2 separate regions of the Drosophila melanogaster genome follow, and region 1 is linked to region 2. A link is a contact called in public Hi-C data. All regions are on one chromosome and are shown on one strand. The core of a region is the stretch at or near the end of the contact, and the rest is flanking DNA. Distances in the headings are between cores, read along the strand shown. Region 1 holds the start of CG7627. Region 2 holds the start of CG8086.

What was found. A called contact is a pair of places that touch in the nucleus more often than the background predicts.
Region 1: a contact with region 2 is called in a Hi-C map of the Kc167 cell line, with 1.9 times the contacts expected there. A contact is called at or near these places in 12 of 107 Hi-C or Micro-C datasets (the Clone 8 cell line, the D17-c3 cell line, the Kc167 cell line and 4 more).

What each region holds. Positions count from the first base shown.
Region 1 is chr2L:8,358,973-8,365,777 of dm6, forward strand. It overlaps CG7627, which reads right to left and starts at 3,497. Exons shown (of 10, transcript NM_001259014.2): 1 at 3,067-3,497; 2 at 2,129-2,226; 3 at 1,975-2,060; 4 at 1,238-1,546; 5 at 664-872; 6 at 1-598. The coding sequence starts at 2,205. RpS13 (Ribosomal protein S13) reads right to left here and starts at 5,690. Exons shown (of 3, transcript NM_001298818.1): 1 at 5,569-5,690; 2 at 5,216-5,343; 3 at 4,505-5,153. The coding sequence starts at 5,591. The coding sequence ends at 4,849. CSN8 (COP9 signalosome subunit 8) reads left to right here and starts at 5,883. Exons shown (of 4, transcript NM_164809.5): 1 at 5,883-6,007; 2 at 6,068-6,132; 3 at 6,181-6,356; 4 at 6,417-6,691. The coding sequence starts at 5,951. The coding sequence ends at 6,667.
Region 2 is chr2L:8,253,066-8,260,132 of dm6, forward strand. It overlaps CG8086, which reads right to left and starts at 4,437. Exons shown (of 11, transcript NM_205928.4): 1 at 4,013-4,437. Btk (Bruton tyrosine kinase) reads right to left here. Exons shown (of 13, transcript NM_001103651.3): 13 at 5,308-7,067. mir-2b-1 (mir-2b-1 stem loop) reads right to left here and starts at 5,627; the gene lies at 5,551-5,627.

The DNA.
Region 1 (6,805 bases), core at 2,247-4,746, 100 kb after region 2:
AAAGCTTATCCTCAGCTTCGTCGCGCTCCTCATCTCCATCGGCATGAACCGTTTCCTGATTGCTTCCTTGGAAATCCTCGGTAAGATCCACACTCATATCCATCACATTCGTCTCGTCGGACTGCATATACTTCTGGACACGCTTAATGGACACCAGGGTCTCCGCCATTTGGGAAATGCCCTGGGGAAAGAACACCGTCATAGTGGTACGCAGGATATTGTAGTAGGCTGTGATCAAGAACGCCACTTCCGGGGTTAGGAACGTCCCGAGCAGAACATATCCCACCAGACTCAGGAAAATTGAGACACGCGTCAGAAAGATGATGAAGGAGAGCAGAATTCCACGGATGTAGGACACATGGCGGATGGCATTTATCTCCTTCTTACGGGCAAAGGCCACCATATGTTCGAATGGCAATTCCCATGCGTACATTTTAATCACCTGAATGCCCGAGATGATTTCGTTCATCATCCGTACCCTTTCATCCGTGCGTAAGGCGGTTCTGAGTCGCAACACCGATGTTCTTTTTCCCAGATACGCCTGCAGGGGGATGAACAGCAACATGAAGGCCACACCAAACACAGCAGCGATTCCAATCTGTAAAAAAATTTGGGTTTCTTAATCGTGATATTTTGGGTTCAAAAGATTATCGCTTTTCTCACCTCACGGTACATTAGGTATGTGATAAAGAGGGTCTCCAGCGGTCCCACCCACAAGTAGTGTACGAATATGGTAGCCAGATCGAGACGTCCCACGTCGTTGGACATAAGATTCACCACATGTCCAGCTGTGGTGTCTCCCAACGCCGACTTACTCAGCCGTAACGCCTTGCGGTAGATCATGCTGCACATACCAACGCGCATCTTGAGTCCTGCAATAGTATCAGCAAATAGTTTAAAAAATTTAATATCGTATCGCAAATAAAGCTTCAAACCCTTTTATTTAACAACCAGACACTAAGTGGGACGATTACCTAATTAAATCCAGATTGCTAATTTTTTGTCACTTTTTTTATACGCCGACATCGTTTAAAACGAATTAGGGGAATTACCAAATAGATTAATTAAGACATTCTCTACAATAGTTAAAATCGTTGACACGGCATAAATTATTTTTTTAGCTTATTAGCTTGTAGAATGATACATCGGGTGTTAAGAATATACCATCCTTATTTTGGTTATATTTGACTTATGTACAAAATAATATGACTCTTTAGAAGGAGAACACTTGACTCACCCACATGCATTGTGCCTAGCATATAGGGATGCATTATAATGACATTGAGGGCACTGCACAGGATCACTCCAGCTGCATAGTAATAGGCCGATTCAATCGATTCCGAGCCATGTGTGTAGTAGGCGATGAGTTTCAGCAGGAAGATTGGCTGAAGCGTTCGAAGACCCAATTCCAGCAGGAAAAGCACCAGGCCAAGCAGTGCGAAGTACCAGCCAAAAACTCGCAGAAGGGCTCTCAACAAATTGGGCTTTCCTTTGGTCTTCTCAAGTTCCAATTCCCAGGAAGCGCACAATTTGTTCCCCAGAGTCTCTGGAAAAATTGCACAAATTAACACAATTTAATCACAGATAAGAGACCCAATAAATTCGGATTACGAAAACAACAATTACCCAGAGACACAATTATCAATTGGGAAAAAAGAAACACAAAATCGTAGAAACAATTGAAGACATAAAGCAAATCAATTAAGACGGTCAACGAACATACTATGTACAATGTACGTGCATCGATCAGTAAAATGAATTGTTCCCATGATAACTACATACAGTGCGTTCGGAAAATATAAGTCTGATTGAAGTAAAGACATGTGGAGTGATCACTTCATTATCTACTGTTTTTCATGCACAACTATGACTTGCACAGATAATAAAATGTCTCCATTGATGTATTTATGCTTATATCGATTTAGAATTTCGCAATTCACCATTTGGTGAATCATAATAAGAATTTCACCATACCAGATTTGTGCTCTTTTAAGGCTCTGTAAAGATCCTTGGTATCCAATGTGCGTTTCCGACCCTTGATAAAAGTCGGCATGGTGTACCTACGTATATTGTTAATAAATTAAGGCCATTAATAGGTTTACATTAAATGTGTAGTTACTATGCTCACCAAAAACATGCTGCCGAAATAAAATTGCAATGTTCCCGGGGATTTTCCGGCAAATCTGCCGTTTTCAGCGACTGCATGTTCTACTGCCTCTAAAGAAACTGAAATAAAAAAGGGTGTATAAGCAGCGTAATAGATAAAGAATGAACTGAGCTGTATTGGATAAGGGAAATATGTAATTCTGTTGAGTGGTTCTAAAACAAAAGTCGATATGAGCACAAACACGGCACATCTTAATCAAACAAACATTGTCGTTTCATTTATCAACGCTACGTATTGACGTTGGCTTGGCGACTCCAAGAAAGTCGACGTACTATTTATTTTTTAGTGGAAAACCCATGGGTTTGGGTGACAAGGGCGGTTGGCTCATGAGTTTGTAGTTCGTCATAATAGGGCTTGCTGTAACGACGGGCCCAGGGAAGCAGCAATGTTGAAGAGGGGTTTGGTTCCCTAAAACCAAACACGCGTTTGCCATTTTGCAGTACAGTAAACAACTGGTAACAGTGCATGTTACACAGTGCACATGTTTTACATTCTAAAGTAGCAAAAGTCGCTTTTCTAAATTACAGTAGAGATATTTATTTATAGTTTAATGTTTTTGGATGAATAATTCGTTGATTTCATCAGGCGGCGAAAAGACTAATCCCTTATTTATAGGCACATACATATAAAAGATTCTAAAAATAGCCTCTGTTTTACCGGCTTTTAATATCCTTCTATAAGCTCTGTAACTTAACAGTTGAAGGGCTTAAACAATTTGTAATTCGTATATCTCACAATTGGGATCTACTGTAATTGTCTGTTTCTCACTTTCTCCCTGTTCCACTCACACCCGCCCAGAATAAGCACTTCGAGCATTTACCGTTTAACCATTCGGAATATAAGTATGTATGTACATATGTAAATATCTATATATTTATGTGCGGGTGTGCGAGACGTACCACGTTGTTGGTGGCACAAAAAAAGGGAAACTTTTATCCAAATGTACAAATGCAAATGTACATTACACTTATCGGCCAAGAAACAATAATTGCGCACAGATAAAGGCCGCATCGATGGTTTTTCGTTTGTCTGTAAATTATCTAATCACATGGATTTTTTCAGGCACACAAATTACCAAGCAATCGGCGAGCGCACAATTAAAATAATTGCCATTGCTTGCAAATCCCATGTACTATGTACGTACTTTTGTTTCAATATTGTTTACATTCAACAATATGGTTATTGTTGCTGGCGAACGTGAGAAAATCGCGATAGAAGACCCGGCAAAGCAACACAAAAACTATATACAGATATTGTAAATAATAAAACAAACTTCGGTCCGAGCGCCAGAAAGAGCAGCAGGCTACTGAATGCTGAATTCTGAACACTGGCGGTTTCGGTTTCGGCGGCTATCGGCTCTAAATACGAAATTCACCCCCAACCCCAGGCGCTCCCGAGCTACAGTAGAGTCTGCCTAGCTTCAACCGCCATAGTTATTGCTCCCTTCCTTTAGAAATAGTTTTAGTTTTAAGCAAGTTGCATAGAAATTTGATATCTGTATTAATTCTGTATCGAGGATTTAACTCTATATAACATTTTACCAGACACAACACTTTATGTATGACCGGTGCGTTATCTTAGTTATTTCGCTGTTCTGAGAGCGCACTGTGTATAGCATCATCGTTAGGTAGTTTTTTCCATCATCCCAAGACAAACTCCAACTCCAATCGGGCTTTTAAACATGAAACCATCTCAACAAAATTTCTTATTAGTTGTATGTATGTATATATAGCATACAGTAGTACATATAATGTAAGTATGTGAATTTCCAATTTTAATCTACTTAGGATTATTGACAATAAGATTTATAACGGAAGCGCGATAACCGTTTGATTTTCACAAAAATATTAATGTTAATCAATAACATTATTGTCCACTTCTCCCCCTCACATATAAATACATGCATGTATTTGAAATTGAAAACGCGATAAGAGGCCATCAGGGTTTTAACATCCTCAGCTATTCACGTTAAAGAAGTACCACTGTAAAATTGTTACCTGTGTGCCCCCTAGTGTGGCACATACATACAAACATTTGTATATATTTATGTACATATGTGATTTGCAGTTTCTTGCTGAAAACCATGCAACAAGTGAATGTTAAAGGAGTGGAACATTCCAATTTCGTTATTTCGATAGGTGTTTTTTAAATTATTGCGCCTAATCTCCATTTCGAAATTTAAAACACCCCCTTAATTGGGAAATAACGTTGTAACACACCAGGAATAAAAACATACGTTCAGCTCTAACAATTAAGGCATAATCGATGATCAATACATACTTAAAAGCATTCCCCAAAGCGCACTTTCAAAATGAATATATCATGTTGTTCCTAAAAGTATTCCGGTATGAAACACCCAGACTGGGCTGCACATATGTATTTAAAAGCATTTTGGGTTTTAGTCCACATCCTTTAAGCTGTTTCACAAAGTTCCATTATTGGAGATGCCGCTGAATTTGAATTAAAGCTAGCCACAGGTAAATAGTATCAAGTTTGAGTTTGGAAATCATTGAAGCAGATTACTGGAAATTATTGAAGTAAATAAACCACACATAATTTGTTTAGTCTATAAAATAGTTCCGATTTCCAGTTTTATTTGTTGGGTTTATTGGTTGTACATTGATGGAAATGTAGGACCCCGCAAGACTTGAAAACAAACTACCAACTAGCGAATCAAGAACTTAGGCAACCAGGGCGGAGGCAGTGCTCGACTCGTATTTCCAGTTGGGGGGCAGGACGCTCTTGGTCTTGTAGTAGCGGGCCAGGCGGTGGATCCTGGACTCGACCAGAATCAGACGGAACTTGCCGTCCTTGTCCTTGCGGTTGCGCTCCAAGTGCTTGCGGATGGCGACGGCCTTCTTGATCATGTGGTACAGATCCTCGGGAATGTCGGGCTTCAGACCCACCGACTTCATGATGCGCAGGATCTTGTTTCCGTTGACGAAACGCACCTGGGCAACTCCGTGCGAGTCACGCAGGATGATGCCTGTAAAAACCGGATTCCGGATTAACATAACCTCAAACAACAACATACTCGGCAGTGCTCACCGATTTTGGAGGGAGTCAGACCCTTCTTGCCCAGCTTCTTAATCTGCTCCTTGACATCATCTGCGTTCAGTTTCAGCCAGGATGGGACAGTGCGTCTGTAGGGGAGGGCTGATTGGGAAATACCCTTGCTGTGAACGAAATACACAAATGTTAGTACGCGTTTATGGCGGCGCCTGTCAAATGCGAATACGTCTGCACCATGTGCTTGCCTTTGCGGTCGATAATTAACACACTAAAACCACCGTAGAAACGCATTAAACACATTCATTCGTTCAACCCGCACGGCAGACACATTTTGCATGCATTCAGCTTGGCACACAGGCATCGAAAACAATGAAAAATTTCATTTTTACCCAGGAGCGTGCATACGACCCATCTTGATAGTCTAGTTTTTGACACCGAAAAGAAGGTGGAGACTTTTGGCACGTTGACAGCTCTACGATGTGGAGACCTGTCAAAGCAGCTATCGATAACGGGATGCTTAGCGATATTTTTTTTAATGCGCTTACAATATGTTGTGATATTCAAAACTTTACTTTAAGTGACTATTACAGGATTTATTAAAGGGAAATAGAAAGCTAATTTGTGTAAAAATAATTCATTTAGCTATCGATATATGTATACTATTGTCAGCTAGACTCTACACAAGCACAGGAGTGCTTTGGGAAGGTTTCATTTCTTGCAGCACGCTAAACGGTCACATTATTGTTTCCCGACCAAGAATTTACCAATAAAATGCATTTAAATAAATATAGTGAAGTAGTGGAGCGGCTTGAGAACGAGGAATTTGAGGTGAGTGATCGTTTAATATATTCACTACAGATGGAATTCTAGAAAACCATACTTTTACAGCAAGTCGAACTGGGAGCTGAAGTCTACCAGCAATTACTTGCTATTTACCTCTATCAAAACAAACTGTAAGTGATTGATATAAAAGAAATACATATTTTAATCTTGTGCTACAGGGCTGATGCCAAGTTGTTGTGGATGAGAGTTCCAGCTAACCTAAGGGATGACAAGGAACTGATCCAGCTGAACCTGCTCAATATTGCCCTGCAGAACAATAACTATGCCGATTTCTTCAAACACATCAAGTATGAGTGGTCGGAAAGAGTAAAGTCACCTGTGGAGGATCTTCTAAGTATGGCTATGCCTAAAAGCTTACTAATTGGATATAAAAACTTATAATGTATCTACTTAGATAAGCAACGCGAAGAGCTGTTCAAACTAATGGGCAGCGCATATATGTCCATTTACCAGCACAATCTACTGGAATTGTCACTAATGTCGGAGGACGAACTGAAACACGCCTGTGCGGCCTTAAATTGGACTGAGGAACTGGACGGTGACCGGGTAATCCTGAAGCCCAAGGTTCAGGAAGCACCGCCAGCTCGTGGAAACGATGACCAGTTGCTTAAGTTGACCGAGTTTGTAACCTTCCTAGAGAATTAAGCCTCAATAAATTTCAATACATTTAATTGGATTTTTGTATACATTTGAAGAAAAGTTATGGTCACACAGCCTGTGTCAATCTAAAAAACACTCGATTAATATCGTTATTAGACATATTTATAAATATTAGCTAAATCA
Region 2 (7,067 bases), core at 3,187-5,686:
ACAAAAATCAATCGTCTGGCATTTGTTTCGAACTTTCTGGGCCAATTCCGATGGGGCGGCTAATAACCAGGCGTGTAGCTCCACATATTCATACCATCCATGGGCGAATGGATTCAGTGGATGGGGGCGTGTCGTGTGGCGGCTGTCACTCTTTTTCTTCTCCTTCTTCTGCAGTGGCTGTTGCTCGGCATTTGTTGCAGGTTCCTTCTGTTCGAGCCGCGAATTTGTTGCGCCGCACGAAATACAAACAATGGCAATAACTTTGCGGTAGGCTCGTAATTCTTGGGCGTCAGTGGCAGGCACAAAAGTTGCAGGGGTTTGCAGTGCAACCAAAATAAAGTTAAGAAACTTAAATTACAGTCTTATTATGTCTTTGCCTTTCAGTTGTATTTGATTTTGAATAGAGAGCAATAATTTATATATGTAATCGAAGTTTGTAAAGGTGCCTAAATATATCTAGCATATATTGAGCTTCACCCTTTAAATTGAATTTCCCTATAAAAAGGGAACAATAAAATACGAAGAGAAAACCAAATGAATTTTAATGCAGTTACCACGGTAGACAATTTTATTATACATATGATTACCACTAAGTCGTAACAAAAGAAGTGCACAATAAAAGTGTTTCCAGCTAGTTAGGAGCTAGACAAAATGAATATTTTAATGAGAGGCCCCCCTCAACAACATTCGTATTCCCCAAAACCTGCTGCTGCCCTGGGTGACGACCTTCTTTTCACAGCTCAGCACACGGGACACCAAGTGTTGCCCATCGACAGGCGGGCAGACATCGGAAAACAGACCGGTACCAGCTGGTATCAGGAGTTCCAACCACGCTCCACCTTACCAACTTTCCACCTTTCCACCTTTTTAGCGCCAGGAACCAGGCATTTGGGCATGTAATCGATATGGGGCTGGATTTGGATACGGATACGAATTCGACGGGCGCCGAGATTTGGGGTCTGGTCAACAAGGTTGTGTCCCGAATCGAAGCGAAACGAAACGAAACGAAGGGGAGTATGCTAAGTGCTAATGCTGCCCATTTTGTGGGGCATGTAAGCCAACAAAACGATTACTTTTAATGACTTATGGCCGACAATTGCATGAACCAAAACAAAAACAAACCCAGGACCCAAAAGAAATGCGAAGCGTGCCACTTCTTTTGGCCGTGAAAATTCGCCAGCCTGTGTAAATAATTACAAACAATGTTAGGGGGCGTGGCCTGGCTGTTAACAGGGCCAATAAAGCCGTCGTTCTGCTGCCAAGAAAGGCTTCACTTTTCCCGCCAGCCGCACTTGTTACTTGCTACATATGACTCCTGACCTCGCATGCAATTCACATATACATATGTATGTATTTATGTACAAAAAACAATGTTCTCTTCGCAAGGCAGGCAGTCATCAGGCGGTCTTATAAGGCGACTCTTACATCACCATCATGAGGTTGGAAAGCCCACACACCGTACCGCCTGTTCAATTGCTGTTCGAGGCCAAGATCAGCGAAGAAAACTGAAAATCTAACGATGAATCAGAGCCGGCAGCTGAGCCAACAAACTCAGACATCTGTCAGACAAAGAGTCTTGGCCACCCACCCACATTGCTCGCATTGAAGGAAATCTGTCTTAATATGCACATATGGCATCGAAAAGAGATCAATTAAAAATCTAAAAATATATTAAGCTTAATTGTGAAAGAAAATTGTGATTGAATAATAGTCATCTTATACATAAAAGCATAACTGTCAAGATTTTGGAAGCATATAGTAGAACAGAAAATTTCAAAACATAAGATATTGCATTTGATTGTCACGCTTTTTTCTATAAACCATTAAAAAAGGGGTTCAAAATACAAAATCATGTATGCCTTATATATGACTTTAATTTATCAGCCAAGTTATTGCCACCACCAAATAGTGTGTGCTATTTTTCCGAGTGCAACTTCAATTGAATAATGTTTGGTTCGCCCGTTCAGGAGGTCGCATTTAATCACGTTAATAGAGCGTTGGCTCATGCAATCAATTTGCATGTGGCGATCAGATTTCAGTAATCAAATTATAGATGGTGATGCTCGATAATCTATGCACGGGGGTCAGTGTATAAACCGGCTAAACTATATAGTTTATTAAAATCGCCCCCACACACTCGACTTTCGATCTCTCTTTCTCGCTATAAATATTTGCTTGCATTTTGTGAATAACAAAAACTGGCATTCATTATTAGTTACAGAGAGTTTCAGCAAATATTTTAGCATTATCTCTGTGACCTTCGGTGATTTGTTTATGATGATGTGTTTCTGTTTGATTTAAATTGATATTCTCACAGTTGACCCGATGACTCTGCACCCGTGACGAAAACAACGCGTCAGCTTTAATTTGTGATTTTCACTCTAAAAATATAAATAAAAGCTGTAGGTAGCCTCAGCCATAAAACTGAAATACCCTGTAAGTGAAGTTGTGTTTACTAATCTGTTTTGATTGAATATAATAGCATAGGTTCGAAATAAGTGAAAGAATGCCTAATATAGATTCCTTAACATGGAAATAATGTTTCAAATTGTATAAATATTTCAACAGTTTTTAATCACATAATCATTTTTAATCATCGATGGACCATGTATCGATATACCCCCCTTATTTACTAATTGTGAGGTATCTGTATCTCTGACATGATCAACAATCATCTCAACTCAGTGAAAACGTTTTTATGTTCTTTCGACTTCATTTCACGCTCTCCAAAACTGCGAATTAAATATGAGCTCATTCCCAAAATTTAGACAATTTCCAGGCGGCCAACTTGGGGGCTTTTACGCCCAAATACGGCGGCCGACGTTTCCTTTAGCCCACATTGAGTTGTCCGAAAAAGCCAGTTCGGAATTGGGTTTCCAGACGGCAGATCGACCCACGCAGAAACTCCATGACTCCGCGATATATAGACATACAGCCAAATAGCCATAATTCGTGTGCTGTCTCTATTAACTATTGCCTCTTTTTTTTTGTAAAAGTTTAATTAACGCCGAACAAGTTGAGCAATTCCTTTCCAAAAACAGAAAACGACAACAAGTGAGTGAGCCAGCCGGCAAAAGGCCAAAAAGGCCGAAAAGAGCTGGTAAATGAAAACATGAGAGCCAAGAAGCAAAACTGAACTCTCGTGATTGTGATAAAAACGCCAAGACCGACTGACGTCAGCTGTGTGAACTAGTTTGCGATCGTCCAAATCTAATTAAGTTTCTCAACATTCTCGGTGCTCTGCAGCGCGAACGTGTTTTGGCTTTGAAAACCAAGAGAAAGCTGGGAAATGAGGCGGGAAAAATTGGCAAACCCTCACTGAAACTTGGTTCTCAAGGCACAAGGCCAATGTTTTCAAATAGCTGTTGATAATTACTAAATTTAATGGGGGACCATCACACATCCGTTTCCAAATTCTAGAGCCTGAGATCACTGGCTGCTGCTGACACAATTTGCATGTTTGGATACATAAATATCCGTTTGGGTCATTTTATAAATATTTATTTAGCGATTATTGCATTTCCCCTTAGCAGCTTACTTTTCTATTTAACCTTTTACCATTCGTTACTTCGCTATTTTGTATCTTTTTTTTTTTTGTTTTTGGCCAACGCGCTTTTGTGTTGTGCCTGCGCCATAATCAGTGACTTTGAAAAATGAGCTGCTGACTCGGGTCGACCGGTTATTAGAGCTGATGTCATGGGCTTCGTGGGACAAGTGAAGTAAAGGTATCAAGAACCGCGGAAGGGTTACATCTATGCCAACAAGTGACATCAATACGGGAACGCGAGTGTCATTGACTAAACAATGGGAGGAGCTGGGTGGATTTATTTGGGGGCGGAGCAGAACAGCTGACTGGCGGTGGGGAAACCTAGCCCTATGCCACCAGGAAATGCCAATAGTTAGACAGACAGACAGTCAATGAACTTTGGGGTCGGGTCAGCACGCAATCCCACTGGCTGCTCCGGTCGGGCTCCACCTGACTTGGTTAACGCCTACTCCAGTTTATCCTTACCGCAGGCTACTTTACGATTTCGGGTATCTCGTCCTGTTTCCGTTGTATCGTGTGATTTCCGTAACTTTCTTTTACACAGTAAAAAACTTCACTTTATTGCGGTGCTAATAGCGCGTAGTGCATACAGTCCTTGCCAGGATTAGTCGCGATTTTTGGGCGATATTCAAAACATCTGTTCACCCGAAAGAGATTGCTATATTCGTTGTTATTGTAGTTGGGTTTCGTGGCTGATTTATTATTTCGTTGATTCGTTCGTTGATTGGGTTCAAGTGACAGCCGCTTTCGAGTGTCGGTCTGCCGACTGGCGTTTGAAGTCTACTAGAGGTTTTCAAAACAAAACACACTTTGCTGATTTATTTATACCGATTGGATTGGCCGCTATGAGCTGAGTTTGTTTCAGTGAAAGAGAAGAGAGCTAGCTAGAACCGCACTCGAGAGCTGTCGAACAGAAACTGCGGCACCAAGTCGCTAACGCTCGCTTTTCGTTTCAAATTTTCGACGTAACGAATGCAAGACGTCACGTAAGCCACCGCGTTGGCGTTAACAGTCGACGTAAGAGTTAACATGAGTCTCCTCTGTTATTTGGCTAAGGATTTTGATTGATTTGTGGTGAGACATGAGCTTCAAACTCTATTTAATATCAATTAAGAAGTAGTTTTAGAAAAAATGTATATGCTCATCACTTATATTTTCAGCAAAATATTCAAATAAACTTTCTGGGAGTGGTGTCGGGTAGAATTTCCCCGCCCAAAACATATTTCCTGAAATCGATTTCCATTTAATTGGCTCATTTACATTTTAAGAAAGTCGTATCTAGGAGAAGGTCGCCTTAGATAGACATTGCCCCCGGTCTCCTGCCCACGGTTCAATCGTATCTTAATGGCTCATTGACTATCTGTAATTCGACTGGGTTTGCGCTCATCGAGAGGCCTATTTATGGCCGTGCTCACCAACAAATAATGCCGCTCGATTGTGGTTATGTAATGCGAGACCGCGATCTTGCCTCCGACAAATCAATCCGCCCCGCCGACCCAACAATCTATGGACCACTGCTGCGGTGGCACACAGACAGCCTTCACCCACACACATGCCTAATGAAGCATGACAAATTATTGGCATGATTTGTATTGGAAAATCGTTTGGTGCAAAATTGGTATAGTTGTGTTTTTTTTTGGGGCAGAAAGGGGAGTGATGTTCAAAACAATACTTAACTTTCTTATTTATCCAAAACCCATCTAGATTTAGACCATATAAAAATATTTTACAATTTTATTTTGATAAATTTTTGTTTGTTTATTCATTTATATCCTAATAGTAGGCCATTAAGCAATATAAACCACTATTTAAAAACCAAAATCCAGTAGAAAGATATTCTTTTTTTTTCAGACCTCCATAATTATGTGGCATATTTTCAGGCTCAATAGCAAGCAAGCAAGTTATAAAAAAATTATTTAAGCGTGAAATTAGATTTATATTATATTTTTTGTATAAAATATCATCCACTTAGAATGTTTCCTTAAGTCGCCGGACGAGAAAAACCGCAACGCTCCTCAAAGCTGGCTGTGATATGAATATTGTTGACAACATGTCACTGCCACTTTGAAGACAGTTGAAGTTTTTAGTTATTTTGATTTGCACGAAACTCCCCAACTATGCATAAAACATCAGAGAAGAGCTGCAGTATTTTCGGTTCTTTTATTAGCAATATCACGTTGATGATTTTTGGTTTTGTTTTTATATTTCTGGGGTTGGGTTTTCATGGCAATAGACGTATTTCGTATTTATATGTTTATCGTATGTATTTATATATAGCTCTATATGCATAGGCGCAAGAAATCAACTAAGCCGCGTATTATAAGTTAGTAGTGTAATTTTTTGTAGATTGCATATGTAGACCGCAGTCTGGATAGTGGCTACTGCAAGGATTTTGCAGATGGGCAGGCGGATACTCTCCAATCTCCAATCTGCCACTCCGCTCAGCAAAAGGAATCATCATCACGTATAGACATGATCAGTTTTGTGGAGCGACTAATGCTACATATGTATAGTCGTACGAAGGACGCTTACTAGCTACCACATTCATATAAACATAGACAAACCTTTGCGGTTTCTGTGTATAGTTCGTATCTCGTATCAAAATGCTGTATCAAAAAGTTTTACAAAATGCGCTTTTGGTTTGCGTTTGTTGTTGGTGTTTCGGCTTGTTTTGTTGCTTGGTTTGCATTCGGTTTGGTGTTGGCTTGTATCTTGTATAGTCACTGGCTATAAGTCTATGTGAGTTGCTTCTATTTTGGTTCTGTTCTCATTGCTTTGAATTCTTCTCGGCTGAACTTGGCTCGCAAACATTTTGGTGTGAAACCGAGTTCTGTGCTTGCAGTCTCCAAAATTTCGCGAATGAATACCAAAATAAGAGGGTAAATGATAAATAAATGTTTATCGTACATTTTATTTGATTTTCTGTTTTTTCTTTTCTCTTTTGCATTTCTGGTTGCTTAATCAAATGATAAAATTAATTAAGTAAAACGTTCATAAAAATAGGGTAAAATATGTGTATAGATATATAGATTTATATCGCATAGACATTGCAAAAAAACGAAAGAATTCAGTTAAAATATAAAGCATAACGTATAAATTTCTCGTAATTATACCGTACTTGATTCATACTGTGAGCGTGGGTGATGCCATCGCAAGATCAAAATTAAATAAAAATAAAAATCGTCTGCAAGAATTAAACAATAAATCACAAAACTTAAACTACGCACGTACAAATCTAGTCTAAAAATCGTTTATGTTTCTTGGCGAACTCTTTTCTTATCATCCTTCGGTTCCTTCATCCTTTATCAGTTGTGCAAACATTTCGCTTTCGACTTGAGGCTTACATTTAATATTTAATGCATAATCAGTTTTCTTGTTTGTTTGTTTCTATCATTCTTTAGAGATAATCATATTTTACTTAGCACAGTGGCTCGCTATTTAAAAAAGCACATTTAAATATCGTATCATATGCATGTATCGTTATAATTTTTTTATATCGCTTTCGGTATGTGAAATGTAT